Regions from separate parts of the Mus musculus genome. Here region 2 is linked to region 1. Evidence: chromatin contacts called from public HiChIP or PLAC-seq data. All regions are on one chromosome and are shown on one strand. Each heading gives the region's core, a stretch centred on a gene start, on an enhancer-like site or on the middle of the called end of the contact. The rest is flanking DNA. Distances are from core to core; before and after follow the strand shown. Region 1 holds the start of Ptprm (protein tyrosine phosphatase, receptor type, M). Region 2 has its middle 120 kb from the start of Gm36201.

The links. HiChIP or PLAC-seq counts read pairs in DNA pulled down with a chosen protein or histone mark.
Region 2: an H3K27ac HiChIP or PLAC-seq map of heart atrium shows a contact between it and region 1, with 7 read pairs. The contact joins the enhancer-like site here to the promoter of Ptprm in region 1. A contact is called at or near these places in 1 of 484 Hi-C or Micro-C datasets (extraembryonic endoderm stem cells), 5 of 115 datasets of contacts at active chromatin or transcription factors (cardiomyocytes, embryonic stem cells, extraembryonic endoderm stem cells and 2 more) and 2 of 9 other capture datasets (liver and pancreatic islet).

Annotation. Positions count from the first base shown.
Region 1 is chr17:67,351,550-67,357,787 of GRCm38.p6, reverse strand. Ptprm (protein tyrosine phosphatase, receptor type, M) reads left to right here and starts at 3,329. Exons shown (of 31, transcript NM_008984.2): 1 at 3,329-3,831. The coding sequence starts at 3,759.
Region 2 is chr17:67,508,881-67,515,118 of GRCm38.p6, reverse strand. No RefSeq gene overlaps it. Among named protein-coding and RNA genes, the nearest start is that of Gm36201, 120 kb to the left of the region's middle. Within about 2 kb of position 2,223, at least 26 of the 459 cell types and tissues checked have an H3K27ac peak or open chromatin away from gene starts, as enhancers often do. A contact at or near this core is called in extraembryonic endoderm stem cells and heart atrium, where this site is marked.

The sequences.
Region 1 (6,238 bases), core at 2,080-4,579:
AATTCAGAGCTACCTCCTCCCACCTTCCTTGACATACTTCGTTCAAGGGAACATATTGTTATGTAACCTATACAGTATGCATTTTCAATCTCCATCTATATTTTCAGGATCCAAACAAGTGTGTAAAAATGGGAACTTACTATTTCAGGAAGGCTGAACGAAGAAAAGAAAAACCCATAAAAACAATGGGAATTTATTTTCCTTTGGATCACATGGAAGTGACTGGAAAAACAGAGCCATCCCTCTGGGGTAATTGGCATGTCTTAGAAACCGTCTGCCTGTGGTTAACCTCCAGTCAGTGTACCTAACACTCAGAGTATGGGGGGGGGGGGGAATACCCAGGCTATGGTCAGATTAGTTTCCATTGACATTTTGACTTTTACAGATGTGAAGCAAAATTAGCATCGGAATCATTGTGGTCCACAGTAGTGTCCCTGCACATCTCAGCAGCGGCCCTACCCACTAATCTACCAAGAGAAGTGGTCTCCTTTCCTGCCTGGGCCTTGGAGGGCCCGAGTGTCACAATGCTATATATGCATGTGCAGAGCATACTCAAAGCCCTGAGTTCAAGCCCTATTAATGTGTGCATGAGTGTGTGTGTGTGTGTGTGTGTGTGTATATATATATATATATATATAGATAGATAGATAGAGAGAGAGAGAGAGAGAGAGGAGGGGGAGAGGAAGAGGAAGAGGAGGAAAAGAAAAGGAAAAGAAAAAGAAAGAAAAAGAAAGAAAAAGAAGAAGAAGAAGAAGAAGAAGAAGAAGAAGAAGAAGAAGAAGAAGAAGAAGAAGAAAAAGAAAAAGAAAAAGAAAAAGAAAAAGAAAAAGAAAAAGAAAAAGAAAAAGAAAAAGAAAAAGAAAAAGAAAAAGAAAAAGAAAAAGAAAAAGAAGCTTCCTATTGCTGGTTGGTTCTTTTTCAAGCTGTATTAAGAAGACACCTTTGCCAGCCTGATCAACCTCTGGTAACCCAGACACTGACTGGGCTTTTGATTTTATTCTCCCAGAACCCACTCGTCTTAGAAACTGGCCTGACAGCACTCCTCACTCTGGCCAACCATTCTGCAAATGTCACCTTTGTCCCCAGAGAGGCAGGAGTGACCGGAGAGTGGTTAGACTGAACAGAGAATTCTCTACAGATGAAAACACAAGTCAAAGACAAGTTCCCTGGGAAGGCTCCTGCAGGGACAACCCCATGGGAAGGCCCTGCTTTCTTTTTATTTAGACCAAAGGTGGCTTTGAGGCAGTAAATAAACAGGGCTCCCAGGAATCAGAGGGTGCCACAACCAAACCCCCGTCATTCTTTAAAGCATGGACTGGAAATAGTGCAGTTAGCTCAGAACTGTCACCTGTAAGAACAGAGGGACAGCTGAAACTCACAGAGCCCCCAGGAGGTTTTAAGTCCTGAGGGAAGAAATGCTTTCTGTGGAGAACTAGGGTAGACTGTGGTGACAGCAGTTAGATACCTAAATCCAGGGGGGCTGAGTTGACATCCTGTTCTCAAGTACACCAGACACTGTCCTCATTCTGTCCCTAGTCTCTTTTCTCTCCTTCTTGGGAATCACCTCAAGTCAAAGTCACCCTAGCCCAGGGTCTGTTTCTCAAGGAGCCACCAGCCCAAAACAGCCTTCAGCAGTTAGCACAATGCCTCCTCTGTGGTTTGCAGTAATTGTATTGTTGGGGAGGGGGAGGGCAGCAATTGGAATGTAAAAAAAAATATTAATTATTAATTAAAGAAAGAATTGACACATAATTAAGAATTGACGCATGTGAGGAATGGAGTTTTACATGATATCAATCTCTTCATCCAACATAAAGATGTTACGGGAAAGCAATGAGAGCGCAGTTGGTTTTTACCTTTTTTACGGATGCACCCACAAGCATCAAAATGGGGTGGGGGGTGTGTCTGTCACCGTTCGCTTTTAAAAAGCAAATCTCAATTATCTTATAAGGTATAATTTCATCAAGAAAATCAAGTGGCGGATTAAACCTCTGTCACTTGTTGATCCTTTTGAATTAAGTATGAGACTTCAAAAATTCCCTTCCAAGTTCAGGAGAAGCCCAGCAGGCTCGTTTTCAGATAAAGGCTAGTGGCGGCATAGGATAGTGGCAAGTGAATGGTTAACACTGAGATTTATGAATGGAAGGCCTCATGAGGACTCCTGCCTGAAAACAAGCTGGTCTTGTGTTTGGTCTGGAAGACATAAAAGTACTGGGTCACATATGTCCTGGGAGATGATCGCAAACGTCATCTTTGGCCGGTTCTGGGGCCACCAGAGAGCCTTAAACCAGAGGAGTGGGAGAGTCACTTATTTCTTTGGTCTTTAAAGCACCACTAAGCAGCCAAAGACAGTGTAAAGGTCCCCCAGGGAAAGCAATGTAAGAGCTCTTGTTGAGCACTAACCTACTTGCATGTATCACAACACAAATTGGGATCTTAGTTTAACCAGCATGGCCCGCAGTTAGCTTGGTAAATAACCTACAGGTGCCCTAATGGCTGTACTCTGAGCAAGATGAAGAACGGCTTTTAAAAATAAAATAAAATAAAATAAAATAAAATAAAATGAAATAAAATCTTGAATTTGAGTTTTAATTTAATCATTAATAGCGTTTGTGTTCACTTAATAAAATAGTCGTCTCAGACCCCAAACGGCAAATTAAAATGTTTCAAGACACTCTCCATTTGCACCAGCTGCAGAAATCCTCGGTTCTGCCCAATCCATGGTTCCATGCAACTGCTGTCTTCCTAGCTCCGGGCCGCACTGGCGGCGACACCACGCAGTGGAGCGGCAGAAGCGCATCCTGCTTCTCAGGCGCGGGGCTCGGGCACAGAGGCTTGTGTGTCCCTTGAAAGCAGCAGATCAAGCGGCCCTGGGCGCTGGCGGCTCTGGCTTCTTCCTGGTCGGCGCTCGCAAGCCAGCCGCCACCGCCACCGCCCGGGACACTACCGCCCCGTGCCTGGCGCGCTCCAACTACTCGCCGTCCGTGACCCGGGACAAACTTCTGGCTGGGGCGCGGTCCCTGTCCCCGAGGCCAGCGTGGGAAACCCGAGGCGCTGCGGAGGCGAGCTAGGGTCGAGGGTGGCGCCCCGGGAGGTTGCTCCTGCCCGCCGGGTCCCGCCCGCATCTTGCTGGTGGCCGCCCCACAGAGCCCGCAGGCGCCGCGCAGGCCGAGCTGGCCCGGGGCCGGGGACACGGGCGCTCGCGCCCTCTAGCGGGCCGCGGCGGCTCCGGCCCGGCCGTGACGTGGGCTCCTTCCAGCCGGCCTGCGGGGCATCGCCAGTCAGTCGCGGAGCAGGAGCCCCGCGCGCAGCCTGCGCGGGCTCGGCCATCGGCGCGCCACTGCCGGAGGTGGCTGGGGCTGTGGGAGAGGCGGCGGGCTACAAGCGCGCGATCACAGCCACGGCCACGGCCACGGCGCCGCGGGCGGCTCGGTCCCGATTAGGGGTAGCGCTTAGGCGGGCTCATCACCGGATCCCAGCGAGGATTTGGGCTCCGCGGGCGCGCCCTCCGCTCTCTCTCCCCGTGGCGCCAGACTCTAAGCGGGGGCCAGCGGGAGGGCAGGAGGATCCAGGACGCCGTCCCCACGCCCGGGAGCCGCGGGACTTCGGACTTGTGCAACTGTTGTCACTTTGGGGTCTGGTGTTTCGCTGCTGTCGCGTCTACCCTGGCAGCCTGCAGCTTAGGCTCGGGTCTCCCTTGGCTTCCCGAGGCTACCGGCCGCCGCCGCCCCGAGGCGGCCCGGCGCGTACTCAGCACCATGAGGACACTTGGGACTTGCCTGGTGACTTTAGCTGGACTTTTGCTAACTGCGGCCGGAGAAACATTTTCAGGTAAGCGAGACACCACTACCGTTCCCGGGGCGCCTGGGACGTAGGCGACACCCGGGTGGGAGAAGTCCGAGGCGAGCTTCAGGGCCGGGCAGGGGCAGGGAAGACCCGGCATCGCGTAGCGGGTGAGCCGGGCTGGCGGATGGCCGGAGGAAAACAGCTGTGGAGCCACGGAGCCCGTACAGTACACGCAGGAGCCCGCAGGACAAGCACGGGCGCAGAAACAGGGACCTCCATCTCGGCCCCTGTACCCTCAGGGCCTGGACTTGTGCATGGGGGCTCAGTGTTCTTGGGCGGCCTGGGCAGGAAGGGCAGAAAACTTTGCCTAAAGTTCCCAGCTGTAGCCGCCGGGAGTAGGCGCTGAGCGGGCCTCTCGACCCTGGAGGCAGCCGCGGTGGACTGCCAGTGCTCAGCTGAGCTTGCGGCGAGCGTCAAACCTAGAGGTGTAGCTGGCGACCACCCCAAACTTGACATCCCTGCCGCCCCCTGCCCGGCGCGGTGGGCGACCTCAGCGGGTCCCCTCTGTGGCGCGGCTTCGCTGTGCCAGCGTTCCCTTTCTGCACCGCGGGAGGTTTCTGAGATCCTAGAGGAATCTGCTGCTCCCCAAGCCCTCGCCACTGTGGCTGAGCGCCCAGATTCCATCCTCGGCCTCCCTAAAGGTGTGCAGCCCGGGTCCGGACAACTTGCTAACCCAGCTCAGCTGCGCGGGGGTCCTAGCTGAAAGGAGGGGGCACGTACTGGCTGTGTGCATCAAGCCAACCGGAGGCTGTGCTCACCCAGGCTTCGCGAGCCTTGAGGAGCTCTTGGTGTAGACAGAGGGATCTGGACCAGAGTCAGGGGTCAGGAGCAAAACCGAAGGTGGGTGGCACAGAGTAGCAGGGCTTCTGGTATCTTCTGTCCCAGGAGGACGCACGTGGATGCTTGGCAAACGCTGACAACACGCGCACACTGCCTCGTGTTTATTAGTTTCACGAATGTCCACACACAATGGTGGCAGTGGAGTGTTACCTTTCTCTTTTAATAAAAAGGGCCGCATTTAACCTTGAACAAGAATTGCAAAATGGGGTTTTATGTGTTTTCGGGAAGGCTGAATAAATTTGTTTTAAAAAAGAATATTGGTGAAAGGAACTTTCATGAAAGTAAGGAGTACCATTTACAGACATTAAAGCCACATAGACCTCTGGCCAGTGGAAGCATCAGGTTTGCCTTTCTGGGCATCCTGGGATGCTAGTCCTTTGTATTCATAGGCACGGAATAGGCACATAGGTTACATCAGGCTTGGTGCTGAGCAGCAAGACCCTTGCGCATAGTTGGTGGTAGAGAGGGAGAGGAGCTGCTACTCAGCTGTGCAATGTGTTGAACGAAACCCAAACTGACAACTTCGGTAGAGAAACGCGCTTCCTCTAGCTTACTTACTTTCTCCCTAACAGTGTGGCCATCTCACTGCAGATGAGGTGTTGATGCAGGCACTCACAGCTGTCTGATAAAAAGTGGATACAGATTTTGGCTGTATTCTTATTAGTAAATAATAAAGTAAACGTGTGTCACTTTGGAAGCCCCGTAACTCGGTATTAAAAGCCAAGTTTGAAGGCCTAGGTGATGTTTTCTCTCTGTTAGCATGCCTAAGTCTCTTAGATGGGGTTTGTTTAAATTTAAGCTGTGTCAAGTGTCATTGTGGCAGAGTCTTAAATCGTGTCTAAGGAGGTGGGCAAAAGTATTTGTATGGTTCAGTGGTATTCTTCTTAAAGATCCTTAAAGGATCCTTTTAACTAGCAAAACAAACTTTAGCTAACATTTACCCTTATTTTCCTCTTGCTGCGGGGGGTGGGGGGGTGGGGTGGGGGAAAGTCATTTCTATTTGTGTTTTGGTATGGATGGAAACACCTTTCCTTTTCTATTTGGAAATCTAGAATTATCCTTGTATGTTAGCGGGGAGAAGGGAAATGAAAGGCTGTGTAAAAACGATTGTTGGGAGATGTTGAAAATGTAAAACTTTGAAGTTGCCAAGGTTCCTGTTTGCAAAACTCAGACTTGTTGCTGGACCTCCCATGGCCCCCTCCCTCAGGCTGGCTTTTGGAAAACAGAGGCTGGGCACTTTCTGCTCTGGGAGGTTGAGGGTTGTACGGTTCATTATGTGCACGTTGAGAAGATTAATTCTGATGCTGTGGCACCAGCATCTCCCTTTCATACAATTCTGCAGTATCTGGCTGTTGTACACTGGTTCAGGAATACAGTGAAACATCCTACTGTAAGCCCTTCCAGGGCTGAGCCCTCCCCTGCCCCATCTTCCCATATAACACTTAATTTAGAATCTTGGACCTAACGCCCGGCACTTACTGTTTATTTTATAAGTTACTAGCGTGAGTCACTCACTGCCTTTGGCAAGCTTTGAAACTGTGTAACTGACTGG
Region 2 (6,238 bases), core at 974-3,473, 160 kb before region 1:
GATCTGGATCTCGTTTCACAGGAAGTAATTGCTGATGCTCAGAGATTAGGGGGCCTGCACAACATCCCTTAGTCGGGGAGGGCAGAGGGCTTCTAACACACTGTGACACCATGTCTATTGTCTTTCTGCCACTGTCAGACCTGCACAAGACCTGCAGGAGATCAAGCACTGGACAACTCCAGTGTGGATGGAAGAGGAGCTCAAAAGGCCCTGCCTCCTCCTGCAGGAGCTAGTGGCTGCTCATGGCTTCTGCAAGGAGGCACAGACACTTCTTCAGAGAATCTCAACCTCATAGTCCACCCTCCAACCTGAGCCCTGGACACTGACTTAGCAGGCCCCAGCTATCGATGCAGGGGCCCGTGGGAGAACAGGTCCAAACTTTGGCCATCTGGAGGATGTAGGAAGAATGGGAGGAAGCTGGGATTTGGAGGGCCAGTGTTTATAATTAGCAGCACAATGCTTTACAGGGTATTGGCTGCACAGACTATGAATACTTCTACCACACAACCACTTGTGTAGAGCCAACCCAGATCCTATCAAGAAGTCAACTGACACTCCGTACAAGGCTTGCCCCTCAGCTCAATCCAATCACCATGACATGCAGACAGGAAAGTGAATGGCCAGCGGACACAGTGGACTGCTTGGCTTTTGATGACACCCACGGCTTGGGTCATCTGTCACTTTACTTACTACATACTACACCTGTTCGCACTGGCCACAGCTGACCTTCCTAAAATGGTTCTCTGTCTGCAATATCCAAGGAAGTTAGCAAACCTTTCATGTTCTAGTATGAGGCTTCTGTGGTATGCTTGTCAAAACTCCCCACATATTGACACTGGAGAAGATGTAGACGTGAAATCTCTACTGGCAATAAGGGGAACAAAAACCTCAGAAAGCCTCCAGGCCCTTTCTCCCGTGGGTCTATCTCATTTTGCCTCATGGTGACTTTCCGGCACGTCTTGAGGTACAGATTCCCTGGGGTGTGTGTCTGTTCCTGTGTATATGTGTGTGTGGGTGTGTGCATGTGTGCATGCATGTGGGAGGACATGTGTATGTTTGTGTGTATAAATGCATGGGTGTGTTTGTGTGCATGTGGACATGGAAGTGTACATCTGTGCAGTCGAGTATGCATGCGTATATGTGTGTGTATGTGTTTGTGTGCGTATGTGTTGTGGATATATGTGTGTGTGTATTGTGGGCATGTATGTGTGTGCCTTTTTGTGCATGTGCATGTGTGTGCATGTATGTGCGTGCCTGTATACACACAAATGCAATCAAGAATCCTTCTCTAGAGAAGCACACCCCAGATAGAGAGGTGGACCACAGGTGAACACATGCTTACATGTGACCTGGTCTAGTTTTTCCTTTTCTCTGCAAGAGGCAAGGAAACATTAAAGAAAAACAAGAGCTTTAAGTACAGAGAAGACGAAATTAGAGGATGCCTGAATGTGCTGGGGCCCTCAGAGACCCATATCTCCCTAACTCCAGACTTAGCCCCTCAACCAAGACCATGCCCTGCCAAGGTCACTGTCCTGAGGCCCACTGTGTCTCATCTGCAGCTTTCTCATGGACTCTCAGCCACCCAAGAGCTGACATGGGAAGGTCACACTAAGGACTTACTCTAGGTAGGCTGTTCCTGAGGCACAGATGAGGAAAAACTGAGCAAGTGGACCCAGTGTCTCCTGCCTGGGGAGAAGCAGCGTGTTCCAGCAAGGGTACCTGGTCACTGTTGCCAGGCTACATGAGCAGGATGCAGTAGCAGATGTCAGAAAACCCATCTGATGCTGTCCTGGGAGGGAGTGCATGCAGAAGAGCAAGAAGTGAGCCTTAGGGAAAGATGTCACTTTCTCCCAGCTGCTGCCAGGAGGGGCTGGGTCCAATTCATGACAGGCATGTCTAGCTATGCCAAGTTTTACACAAACATCTTATGTATTGTTTAAATCAGAGACAGTGGCAGATAGAGATATATTTCATCCAGCTGTTTGTACAGGACTTAGCCCTATTCTATCTCAAACAATGTTCATTGTTTTAAGTCTTTATATCCCAAAGTTGTTCCTATGCGTATCTGCAGGGGAAAAAAGTCCTGTTCTGATAGTGTTTTGAGCCTGGACTGACTCTGTTGTGTCTCAGGAAGAGGAATGAGATAAACAGCCCAGGGGAGCTGGGGACAGGCTCTGAGTGAGCAGAGGCCAGCCCTTAAGTTACCAGGCAGGTCTGTGCTGAGTGCAGCCGAGGGGAGAGCAGCTTTTCCGGAGGTGTCCTGGCAAATGGACCAGGTGGAGGAAGAGGAAGAGGCGGGGCTTCCGGTTTATATGTGTCTCCTCCTGAAGTAGGGTCCACTGGACCCTGGCAGGAAAAAGATGGCCTTGTCTGATAGGAATGCTATTTCATTGTTTGGAACAATGCATTAGGGTCTTGGTAAACGGCGGGGCTTGAACTCAAATGTTTTGTTGAGTTACTAAAACCGGTTATGATGTGATCCTGCCCCCATTAGGGTAGAACCTAGCTAAATGGTGTATGAAGCAATTGCTGTTTGGAAAATGTCAAAAATTACAAGAAGTGTGGAGTTATTTGTGTGTGTGTGTGTGTGTGTGTGTGTGTCTGTGTGTCTGTGTGTCTGTGTGTGTTTACAGGGATTTCTGAAACACTGAGGAGCAAAGAACAAATGGTATATGGAGAAAAGAAGGACAGAATCCATTTATGGTGGGACCCCATCACTATCACTATCCAAGTATGGAAAAAATCAGTTAGTCAGGCACACGAGCAGCCTGCTGATGCTGGAGAGAGAAAAACACATTGAACAACGTAAGTGTCTAGGCAGATTTGGCAGCAAGGGCTTGGAGACCAAAAGTGGGGAGTCAAACCACACCTTTTCTCCCTGATCAAAAGGAAGTGGCTAAAGGACACTCCCTAGGCCTGGTTCCTCTGACTCCTACTAAGAAGGGAAAGGGGCTAACAGAGCCTGCCTGCGTCCTCAGACACAGGAGAGAGGAAAAGACAAATCAAACCAGCAAATGGTTAAAAAAGGACAGACCAGAGATGAAGACAGCATCAAATTCGGCGGTTGTGGGGAGTCAGAGCAGGAGCTGGTGAGACCAGAGAGGCACGGGGGCTGAGAGATGGATGCTGTCTCCTGATGGCTCATACTGGGTCCTTGGGTGACAATAACAGGCAGACACCTGGGGTTTCCCACCAAGGTCCCTTCATGCTGTGGCCACTGTGCCCCTTAGACATCCGGAAGTGAAGCCACCACTGTGTATCTCCTCTTATGTGAAGTAATTCAAGTCATTTAAGTGAAATATATTTTTGAACATTCTTAGGTATAAATTTCACACCTTTTGGGGAGCTGGGGCTCAGATGCCTTCTAGGAAGGCTCAAGTGGTCTTTCTTCTTTGTCAGGGGTGGGGGTGTTTGCTCAGCAGAAACCAGGTGCATATGTGCTTACCCTTCATGCGCACTGGTGATGGGAGCCAGCTGGGTGAGAAAGGATCATGGCCTCCACCAACAACAGTGATTACATTTGAAAGTGGGAAGACTCCTGCTGGATTCCCCCATGGCCGAGACAGATAAGAAATGGGCAAGACAGAAGATGACCACAGTGGATCTGTCTGGGTTTGACTTTACCTCACAAACCATGCCAGGTCTTAAAGGTTACAACGGCTTCACATGATCTCTCATGGACAGCATAGTTCTATTGAACTCAAATCTGTAGACTGTGCCTTGTTTATGTTATTGATCAAGCAGGTCAAAGGGCTGCTTGGATCCAAGCACCCATGTTGCTATCTATATTCTCTCTGCCTGGCTTCCTCACCTGAAGCTCAGCTCTCATCTACTCTACCCGAACCTGCCTGTCAGCCACTCTTCCCACCCTGTAAGCTCTTCCTTGTTCACCCTGACCTCAGGAAGTTGATCTGCTTGCAAAGTCCCCTGCTCAGGGGGCTTTCTGTGCTGTAGACACTTTGCCAAGAGTCACAAGAAATAAGTCCGGACAGGTGTGCTGCCGGCTTCCAGGAAAGCTTGCCACCTGTTTCCGTTCCGTGTACCTGTTCTCAAGACATGGCTGGTCCCTTTACAGAGGATCACATGAGGTGGAGCTGAAGAGAACACGACAGCCCACAGCACACAGTGCACTGGCTTGTGTTTACTACGTGGATTCTCTTTGCTTTGTATAGTAATAGCAATGACACACCCCTTACAATGATTAAAGTAAGGGGTAAATGAGTAAAGTCCGTCACTGCCTTCTTTTGGGCACACAATCTTCCTAACTCTGTTTTTTTTTTTTTTTCTTTTCCACTTTTGAAAGAGACAGAGCAACAATTTAGTATGCTTTTCTCTTCACACACCACTAGAAAGGTGACAGGGCAAAGACAATGACCAACAAAACAAAACAAACAAACAAACAATAGATTCTACTCTGGGACAGCTTTAGGGAGTGGCAGGACCAGCAATGAACTGGACTGTGATACTCCAACTGGAACATTTAAAAGTCTTCATCAAATTTCCTGTAATTTTAAACTATGCTCTAGACACAATCAGTTAACCTTTGAAGTAATCTTCAAATTATTAGAAACCCACACTTCAGGGATGGTTGATATCCACTTAGAAGGCCCTGACCAGAAGTTTTCATTCATAAACACTTTAAATATTGTTATCTGAACTGGCATTTAATGGCTCATTAATAATCCTCAGGGTGAGTATTCTCACACTGGTCCTTGGTCTGTCACTGTGGCACATGTTCTGGCTACTGGGAAGTGTCAACTGCTTCCAAAGCCAAACGCCAGAGAAACCTCATAAGGAGAAGCACACGGGAATCAAGAAGGGAGGCTGCCCTCCCTCTATGTCCATAAGCATTGTCTGCGGACCAAATAGTTCCACATTCCGGTAGCTCAGCACCTGCAGAGACCACTTTGGATCTGGAACTCTGGTCAGCCACTTCTAGGATGATAATATCACATGATTCCTCCAGAAGGGACTTGGATGCGAGCCCTAGTCTTGCTTTCCTATCAGGGAAACCTTTTGTAAACACTGTTTTCCTGGGTGTCCTTGGAAACGAGAGCATGGCCTTCTCAGAAGGCCTGGCATGGTGGCCTGGCCCCTTACATATGCCATCTGATGTCTATTTACGGTTTCCAGGTCAGTTATGCTTGCCCGGAAGCCCCGTGTGATTCGACCTGGTTTTTAAGGAAGCTCTACAAATCCACATTTTTTTATGTAAAAATCCTCAATTGGTAAATATTAGCCGATGAATTAGCCCCGTGTCCTGGGGTCAGATAGAATCCACACCTGTGCAACCTTACTCCCTTCATTTAACTATCTTGTGCCTCTGTTCCCTTGTGCAGCAAATGGGAGGGTTGACTAAGAGGTCGTATTTAACAGTATACAGGGGCTCAGACGCACAGCAAGTACTGTGAGTCAAGAATATAAAAGTAAGCTAGTCAATTTCTGCCAGCATGATCTAAGGGGCCACTCTTTCTGACACCTCCCAACCCCCACAGCTATCCTTTGCACAGTCTGTTAGCCTCCCTCCCTCAGCTAACCCACAGAGGACAGGCCTGGAGTGGGATGGGATTGGGGTGGGGGAGTAAGACCTGAAAGAAACAGCTCTGGAAGAAGTGGCTTTGTTAGTGGACACAGCGTGTCTCCTAGAGGAGATCCTCCTGCCCTCTGTTGGTCAACTGTCAGGAGACTAGAGGCAAATACACATACTGCCAATGCTAAGCCCCTGAATCTGATTCAGTCCAGCTCTGGGCGCAGGGTGTGTGTGCAATAAAATGTTGACTTCTGTGAACACAGTAAACACATATGCTCCTGTGAGCCTACACACCAGCTGCCTCATCTGGAAGCCATCTTGTCCTGGAGAGAAAACAGGCCCAAAACTTTGGCATGAGAAGTGCTAGGAATTAACACACTGATGTCTATCTATCTCAGCCTGACGCCCTGAACACAATGTTGAAGCACTGATGATAGCTCTTCGTTTCCCTCTAAACCATCCCGCCTGGTCTCGTGTGAAGTGCAGGAGTCTGAAGCTTGGGCACTGGCAAGGGATTGCAGCACCCACTGTGTAGGCAGCCATGTTGTTCTGCCCTTTTGTGTCTGCGAACTGAAGAAGGGAAGGAGGGGAGTAGAGGAAAAAGAAATAAGTAACCCATTCTCTAGTAGGTAGTGGGAGGCAGGACATCCCAGAGAAGACTTCCTGCTCTTCAGCAAACAGCAGGATGTCCCATCCATTCCTATAAAA